Regions from separate parts of the Zea mays genome. Here region 1 is linked to region 2. Evidence: chromatin contacts called from public Hi-C data. All regions are on one chromosome and are shown on one strand. The core of a region is the stretch at or near the end of the contact, and the rest is flanking DNA. Distances in the headings are between cores, read along the strand shown. Region 1 holds the start of LOC100304353. Region 2 holds the start of LOC100275351 (Basic leucine zipper 25).

What was found. A called contact is a pair of places that touch in the nucleus more often than the background predicts.
Region 1: a contact with region 2 is called in a Hi-C map of ear, with 2.9 times the contacts expected there. The contact joins the promoter of LOC100304353 here to the promoter of LOC100275351 in region 2. A contact is called at or near these places in 2 of 25 Hi-C or Micro-C datasets (ear and tassel).

What each region holds. Positions count from the first base shown.
Region 1 is chr1:174,883,822-174,888,064 of Zm-B73-REFERENCE-NAM-5.0, reverse strand. LOC100304353 reads left to right here and starts at 2,363. Exons shown (of 1, transcript XM_020546530.2): 1 at 2,363-4,243. The coding sequence starts at 2,879. The coding sequence ends at 3,379. LOC103645055 (protein ROOT HAIR DEFECTIVE 3 homolog 1) reads right to left here. Exons shown (of 22, transcript XM_020546527.3): 11 at 2,066-2,134; 12 at 1,897-1,988; 13 at 115-193.
Region 2 is chr1:174,621,771-174,625,761 of Zm-B73-REFERENCE-NAM-5.0, reverse strand. It overlaps LOC100275351 (Basic leucine zipper 25), which reads right to left and starts at 1,446. Exons shown (of 6, transcript NM_001149446.1): 1 at 1,237-1,446. The coding sequence starts at 1,374.

The sequences.
Region 1 (4,243 bases), core at 1,114-3,613, 260 kb before region 2:
TTCAGCAGCTCAGAAATTTTAATTCACAAGGCCTATAGTACTTTCAGTTAAAAAAGCATAAGATATACTAATCTTGAGCAACAAAATAATAATAAATGTACAAGAAGGCCTTACATTCAGTATTCTGGACTCCAAATGCTGTCGTTTTCCTTTCCTTACAGCTTCATCAAAATAGACAGCTTCTTTGTCATACCTAAAAAATTAAGATTCACAACTCTAAGTTCTATTCATGAGCACAAGTTTCCCGTCATTTCTAAATTATTGGAATGGGAAACCCCTTGATGTATTGCATAGGGAAGGTTACATATATATAGAGACTTAACCCTAACTTTAATGGGCCAACAGCCCAACAGTGGTGCCGACCAACACACAGACACGGTCTAAGTCTAACATTCCCCCGCAGTCGCAACGGCCAACGGGGGCACTGCACACGATGATAATAGAGTAGAAGCCGAAGGTAGGAGACGACGGGTTAAACCCCCCCCCCCCCCCCCACACGCAGTAGCAACGTCGTTAGGGTGCGAATATTGCGGTTGGAGTAGAGACCGTCGTGGACTCTGAGAAGACGATAGCCCGTGGATGATGAGGTAGCCGAAGTCGAGGTGGTCATGGTTAGGATACACGCAGCAGTAGCCTGTTCTTCGGGAGGAGGCGACGTTCGAGCGTCAATGGTCGACAGGGCGACACAACAAAAGAGCACCAGCAGGCAGCATACCGACCTTCTTGCTTCTTCGATCGTCCGGACGTCGAGGGGCCCTGCTAGGGAGGCCGACGACAGTGCACGCGTCTGCGCTGGTCATGGTGGCCGCGCCCGCGGCAGAATAGAAGGGATAACAGTTGATCCGGCCGGGAAGGCCACGACAGCGACGGATCCAGCTACGGCGATTCGGCTAAAGGGACAACGAATCTAGCCGAGAAGGCCGCAACAACGGTGAATCCGGCCGGGAAGGCCGCGACAGCGACGGATCCAGCGAAAGCGATGGGAGAAGCTCGAAGTGGAAGGCGCTGATGCGGCGTTAGCGCGGGCAGTTAGGAGGTGGCCAGCGCGATGATGAGGGGCTGCACGGGAGGGGAGCTTGGCTGCGCAGGAGGGAGAGGTGCCGCGCCGGTGGAGGAAGGGTTGGCCGCCATTGGGGATGGGAGCGCCCGCGAGGCTGCGGCGGCTGTTGCTCCCCTACATCCCGCGGCGGCTGCTGCACGCGTGCCCACGTGGCCACGCCACCGATGAGGAAGGGGAAGGGGCAGGGTCTGGAATGGCAAAGCCCTTAATGTATTGTATAGAAGAAGGTTACATATATATAGAGACTTAACCTTGTGTGTTTGATGGGATAAGACCTAGTGTTTTGATGGTGATCCGAGAAATTGAGGAGTGCAGCTTGTGGTGTCTTGCTGGAAATTCAGAGCTTTGCACGCTGCACGCCAAGATGGGGAACACTTAAGTTGTCTTTCTTAGTATTTTGGTCATATACCTAGAGTGTGCGTGGCATGTTTAATTGGAAGTGTTGGGTTCTGGTCCCTAGGGCCTTTGTTTGTTTATATTTTTCTTCTCCCTTAATGAAATGACACACTGTTCTCCTGCGTCGTTCTAAAAAAACATGTAAGTATTTTTAAATGTGGATTTAATAAAAACAGATAGATATAGTAGTATTAATGTAATAAGCATGTGTTCACTTTCTGTTGAATACAGTTCAGACAGAAAAATTGGTTGTTTAGAAAATTTTCTTATAAGTGCAAGGGTTATTGGCAGATGTATAGAACATAAAAGGCATACACCGTTATTGGCAGATGTATAGAACATAAAAGGCATACACCTGATAGCTTGTAAAGTTGGAAGGACTGGTAATCACGTTGTACAACCATAAGGCTGTCAATGACTCAAATCACTCAAGGGCTTACTCTTGCAAGTGAACGTCGACGATATTGCCAAGTTTTTTTCCAAAACCAGGTACTGGACCAGATTGGACAGCACTCTCCACATCCAACCATTCCTAAAGAAAATAAAACACATTAGTAAAACCCAAAACCTGTACAAAAGTTGAATGGTCATGAACTAGCAAAATCTTACTGTGTCTGAGGTTATGCATCCAAACTTCTCGTTTGCAATTTCATCACATCGAACTGTAGCAACCATTACCTTGCATGGTAAAGCAAATGGAAGTAAATCATGAATAAAAGGGGTTGAGTATTTTATTTTAAAAATTTGTAATACTCCCTTCGCAAATATATGACGCAATTGGCTTTTTCCAACACTTTAATCATTCGTCTTATTAAAAAAACATGAGTTGTCATTTATTTTGTTGTGATTTGTTTTATCACTTTATGATATTCTAAGACTGGTGGAGTAGAGTTGAATGTCAAGTGCCAAAAATTCAGAGAAAATGTTTTAATACGATGGTAATCCTAGTAGCATGGTGGCTCTGGAAACATCGAAATACATTCATGAGGATGCAGCTCTGTGGGGAATGGCTGGAGCTAGAGCCCTTAGAAGTCTTTGGTCTTAAGCTGTTGGCCTTGGACCACTAATGGGTTATAGATGAGTCTTTTGATGTTTTTGTTTTTCTACTTCTGTAAGGAGGTTTTTGTATTTGGTCTCTTCCCAGACCCTTACTCTTTTCTTCTTAATATATTGATAATGCAACTCTTTCGCGAAATAAAGTCACGGGGTAGAGAAGGCTGCAGCTCCCCCGCGTGGGCGACTCGAGCGGCAAAACCCTAGCCGCTACCGCCCCACTGCCCCTTCTCTCTGTCTCACGGCTGCCAGAGGGGTTGGCCGGCATGCCCGCCGGGCCCCCAGGATGGTGGCGGCGACGCATCCGCCCAGTTGGCGTCGCGAGCGCCCAGATCCACGCGGGAGGGAACTCGTGGCCGGGGCGTGGTCATGGTGTTCGTGGCGGTGCCGTGCGCTCGCGTGGGCGTTGCAGGTAGAGGCGCGGTGGCGGTGGTGCAACGGCCCACTGACGGCGTGCACGTGGAAGCTCACCGTGTCGACGAAGTTGGGGGTGAGGAGTGCGACGCCGACCCGAAGCATCACAGGCCGGGAGAGCAACCGCCTCCCACCCGCCGGTCGTCCTCGGCCTCGTTCGCTACCTTCTTCGCGCTGCACGGTCGGTGGCTGCACCGTGCTGCCCGCCGGGGCGCGAGCTGGCGCCGATCGGCAGATGCAGCAACATGTCGTTCAGCTGGCTCTTTGAGCGGCCGTTGTGGCCCTCTTGCGCGGAGCTCCTGGCGGCTCGGGGAGGAGGTGCAGCGACCGTACCTGCACGGCGGTCATCTCCTCGTGGCGGGGGTGAGACCCTCGCAGTGGCCGCGAGTGCCAGGCCGGCGACGACTGCCGGCATCGGCTTCGGCGCGTGATAGCATGACGCACACGGCAAGGTGAAATCGAGCTCCGTGTGCCCTGCTAGAGGGGGTGGCGACCGACGCAGCTTTGAGGCTGTTGCGGTAGCCGATGCGTCGAGCCGTCGATGCCCCTCTAGAAGGGTTTGTGCGGGATCGCAGGGCAGCTACGACGACAAAGACAACTTGCTATGGCCCAGCTTCTTGACCTCACGATGTGTTGGGAGACATCTTGGGCGAAAGTCTCGGCGACGGTGATGTCCGTGGCGCTTCTCTTGTCGAGGGTGTCACATTCCCCAGCATCGTTTTTTTTGGGCGAAAGCTCAATCCATCTCGGACAGGCGATGGAGGTGTCCCCGACGTCATTCCCTTCCTAAAGGCGTCACTATTGAAATTCGTCTTGACCACGACGTCGCATTTAGTTGATGCTTTCGCTTCTCGATGCCCGATATGCGGGTAGAGGAAGGGACTTGCAACGTGAGGTCGGAGCTGCTACGTTAGAGGATGTGACTCGACAATGATGACATGAAGCAAAACCCTCCCTCCTTCGTGGACTGGTTTGCTTTGGAGGTTGGGCATATGTCGGGGGCGGGGCGCCAGATCAAGATTGGAAGTCGGAGCTGCTCCTTGGTTTGAGCTCAACAATGATGGCCTGTTGTGACCTTTCGCTTCGGGCCGCCTGCCTGTTTTCGTTTGGATCATCTAAGATTTGCCATGGTAAGTCAGAGTCGCTGGCTACTTTACAACCATGCTTGGCAATGATAACTCATGGCAGCTTTAGGTGCTCTTCTGCATTGCGTTGGTGGGTTTGCCCTTCGTGGTCTTGTTAGTTTTGGTTGTAGGAGTTGGTTTGTGGTCTGGTGCATGAAGTCGGAGCTGCTAAGCCTCGGTGCTAAGCTCGACAACG
Region 2 (3,991 bases), core at 197-2,696:
TTATTTATAGGGTGACTGAGAGCCACCATGCATAATGTTTTTACAGCATCTACTTATGGAAAAAGTAACTGCTAAACTAACTTGTGGTGCTAATTAACTTAGAAAATCAACGTGCAAATTCATTTTCACATAACAATCTTTGGACATGCCACCTGTGAAAACCTAGATATTCTTAACCTTGCTAGTTCAAACAACTGCGGAAGAGTATTGAAAAATAGCCACAGTAAAACTGCTAGCATTCAGTGAAGTATGGTATTTTTACTTCTGAGAAAGGGAAATGTGCAAATCGCAAACTGTGAACATGTTCATCAATTCAATAGAACATCTGATACTATCGGATAAATAGCTAAATACAGTGAATTTGCAGTTCTATTTATTCAAATCCACATCTTGTTTTGTTTCCTGTCGCTTTCAGCCAGGAAAAAAACAAAGAAACAAAAAGGAGAAAATCCTATTGGCTCGACCACCGACACATCATACTCATTCAAATCATTTGTGGTCCATAACATTCCATCAGAATATCCCACCGGCCACCACAGTGTATGTAGTGTGTGGAAGTGAGCCTGCCTCCTAGCAACATGGCACATATACCAAATCTATTATCCCACATGTCAGTTTCACCACTCCAGGACTCCACTACACTTGCATCAGATCAGAAAGCAATATCTGCTACGGTACCCATGTAAAGTTGGAACATTTGGATTTCGCCGCTGCACAGTACTACGATGACAATGGCACAGCTCTGATCTTGATCATACTGTTCATCACAAGCCATAAGAGAAATGGGTGCCGGTGTGTGCACAGTGCTGTGTTTTCTAATGTTTGTCAAAGGCTGGGAAACTTTTTTTTCTTTCTTTCTATCTGTTGGTGCTTGGTGGGTGCTAAAATCTACTGTGAGTTTTTATGTAGCCCTGGCTTAAGAATGGCAGCGTAGGATTACACGACAAGCATACCGACCAATCAATTCAACATTTTCCAGAGTCCTCAAATAAAGCAACCGACTTTTTCTTCTGCTGCTTGTGATTTCCAAAAACTAGAAATTGCAGTAAAACTCCCCTCCCCAAAATGAAGGGGGGAAATAACTGAAAAACATGCAATTCCTACCATTGTGACTCGAAATTAAGCTAGAGATGAAACTGAAACATCGAAGCACACAAGGCACAATCACACAACCAATACTCAAATAGGCCTAGAAAAGTCTAATCTTTGGAGGGGTAGGAGGAGGAGGAACCACACCATGGATTTGGCGACGGCGGCGCAGTACAGGTCGAGCTTCCTCTTGAGCACCGCGGCGTATGCGCCGGGGTCGCCGCCGCCTCTGCCGCCGCAGCTCACCACCACCACGTCGTCGTCGCCGGCGCCGCCACCCGCCATTCTTAGAGGAAAGCCGCTCTCTTTCTAGTACTTCGTACTCCGGGAGGGGGAGGATGGGAGTTGGGAGCAGCCTGAGCAATGTTGGCCTTGGTGGAGGCCGGAGGGGGGCTGCGTTTATACCGGCGGTCGTGTTGATGGAGCGCTCTGTGGCGAGTGGCGACACTGTTGGTCTTTTCCGGGAAACACCCTTGCTTTTGTTTCTCATTTCATTATCCTGTATTATAGTGTGTTTGGTTTCTATGGGGCTAAATTTATTTTATTCTATTTTAGTCATAAATTCATAAATATAAAAACTAAAATAGAATTACAGTTTCTATATTTAGTAATTTAGGTACTAAAATAAAATAAAATGATGGAACTAAAAATTAGTCCCTATAAATCAAACACCCCTTAATGTTAAAAGTATAGATATGTATGCTTATATAATAGAGATAATCCTAAGGTTCTCTACTTTAACTAAATTTAGATTCTAAATATATTAAACTTTTCTAGTTATTTTGTACGAGTAGAATTATAAGTTTCATAGGTGGACAAATGATACAGAAGAGACGGGTGCTATGTAATTTTCCTATGTCATGACTTTAGTAAAATACACACCCTATAATTATGGATTGCATCGATATGGAAGCCATAAGAAAAGGTATATCTAACAATTTTCATTTCATTCTCCCTATTTATAAAAAATCAGGACCTTAACTTGAAGGCCAAGTGGAAATCCATAAGTTCACCCTAACACATCTATCAACTTTTGTAAGTTCATATTGAATGCAACTTGTACATAGAATATATGATTGTGAGTGCCATAGTACTAACATATGGTCTCAAAAAATAGAAATAAAATTGTTGTGATCCACACTCGGAGGAAGTTAACATCGTGCGCTTGTTGATTCTTTTTGCGGCGACTCGATGTTAAGAATCTAGAGCTATATAGATATATATAAGACTAATTGTTAGCTAGCTATTTTTACTAGCTCAACCAAGCACGGTATAATAGGTGGATTTAATTTTTAGTCATTTATTTAACTAATTGTTAGCCAACTCTAACTAAATTTTAGGTCTAACTAATGCAGACAAAACTCATGTTCATTTTGTCCTATAATTTATCTAGGACACCGATAATAACTAGAACTACCATGTCCCTTTAAATCTTGTGTACATAGTTTAGCTTAGTATGATTTAAAATGGAGGAAAAGTAAGTGTGTCTTCAACGAAAGACTATGCTCATGTATCCCAAATATAGAGAAGTTTCTCTTCTATATAGCCTTTAACGAGAGAATATTCATTCATCCTCTATACCGTGTATGTATAGATACTTCCCCTTTTCTTCTCTACTAAACAAAACTAGAATATGCATAAGATATTTGAGGGCATGATAAATAGAGGAGAACTTTTTATAGAAGTTTATAAAAACAGATATCGAAAAGAAATATAGAGACGGTCTAAGAACTAAGTGCCTATTTGGGATGCCTCTCAAACCGGCTATGGCTCCGGTTTCTAGAGGAGCCCTCTCAAACGGTTTAAAAAAGAGCTCGCGACAAATAGTACTGATGAGTCGGAGCCATTTATATAGAGATAACCGGAGCAAAAAAGGCTCTTATCGCCTCCTCTCCTCACTCCCCTATCTTGTCGTTCTCTCATCGCCAAAAAAATCGTTTTGTCAAACGATTTGTTAAAAAAGCACTAGCTCCTATAGAGGAACTACTCTTGAAAAGAATCCAAAGCTAAAGTTATTTTTAAAGAAGCTTGAGCCATGACACAGAGACGCTAAGAAGATCTCATAGTTCAGCTTGACAAGTCAAGCACAAGGTGTCGCTGTCAGTTTGTCCATTCCATTTTCTCCCTGTTCACATCGCGAAAATATCAGGGCGGACCCCCAAGTTGCAGGTCAAGTGGGCGGGCTAATCGCACCTACTGGGCCGCCGCTGGGCCCGGTGGGGGCGTTTAGGTCCACGAAATGTGGATTTTTTCGGCAGGGGCCCACCGTACCTTTGCCCTGGCTGGGAGGCCTACCAGGTCAGCAGACAGCAGCAGGCGCCAGATATTTTGTGATGGACGGGAACGGGACGGACACGGACACGTCGTCCGCCGTAATCCGCTATCTATCACACACGCTGGGCCGGGCCGGTGCATGCATCTGGCCTCCTGGCTGCTGCCGAGCCACCACATGTCTCTGTCCTTTACTTGGAATTCCAGTGACGGTGGTGTGCGTTGCGTGCATTTGGTGCTCAGGCTTATCAGGAATCTTAGATTCTCAAGCATCATAGTGGCTTTGCCACCAAATGGCTTATTCGATAGATGCATCAAGAGCACTGAAATGTTTCAAGATTTCCTGCTGTCGGTTGCTTGCTTGCTTATAGGCCAATGAGTTTCCGATTTTTGTGTGTGTGGCCAGAATTGATAGCCAAGCTTCTATAGTGAAAATCTCTACTACTATTAAGAGTCTAACGTAGACTGTCCCCGCCGAACCGCCCTCCCGCCCACCGAACCGCTCGCACGCCGTAATCCCACAAATCTCGCTGCGGCCGCCGCGAACCGCCCTCCCGCCCGCCTGACGCATGCCGCACGCAGTCGCTCCCGAACCAGCCCGACCGCACGCCCGCAGCCGCCCGTGAACCAG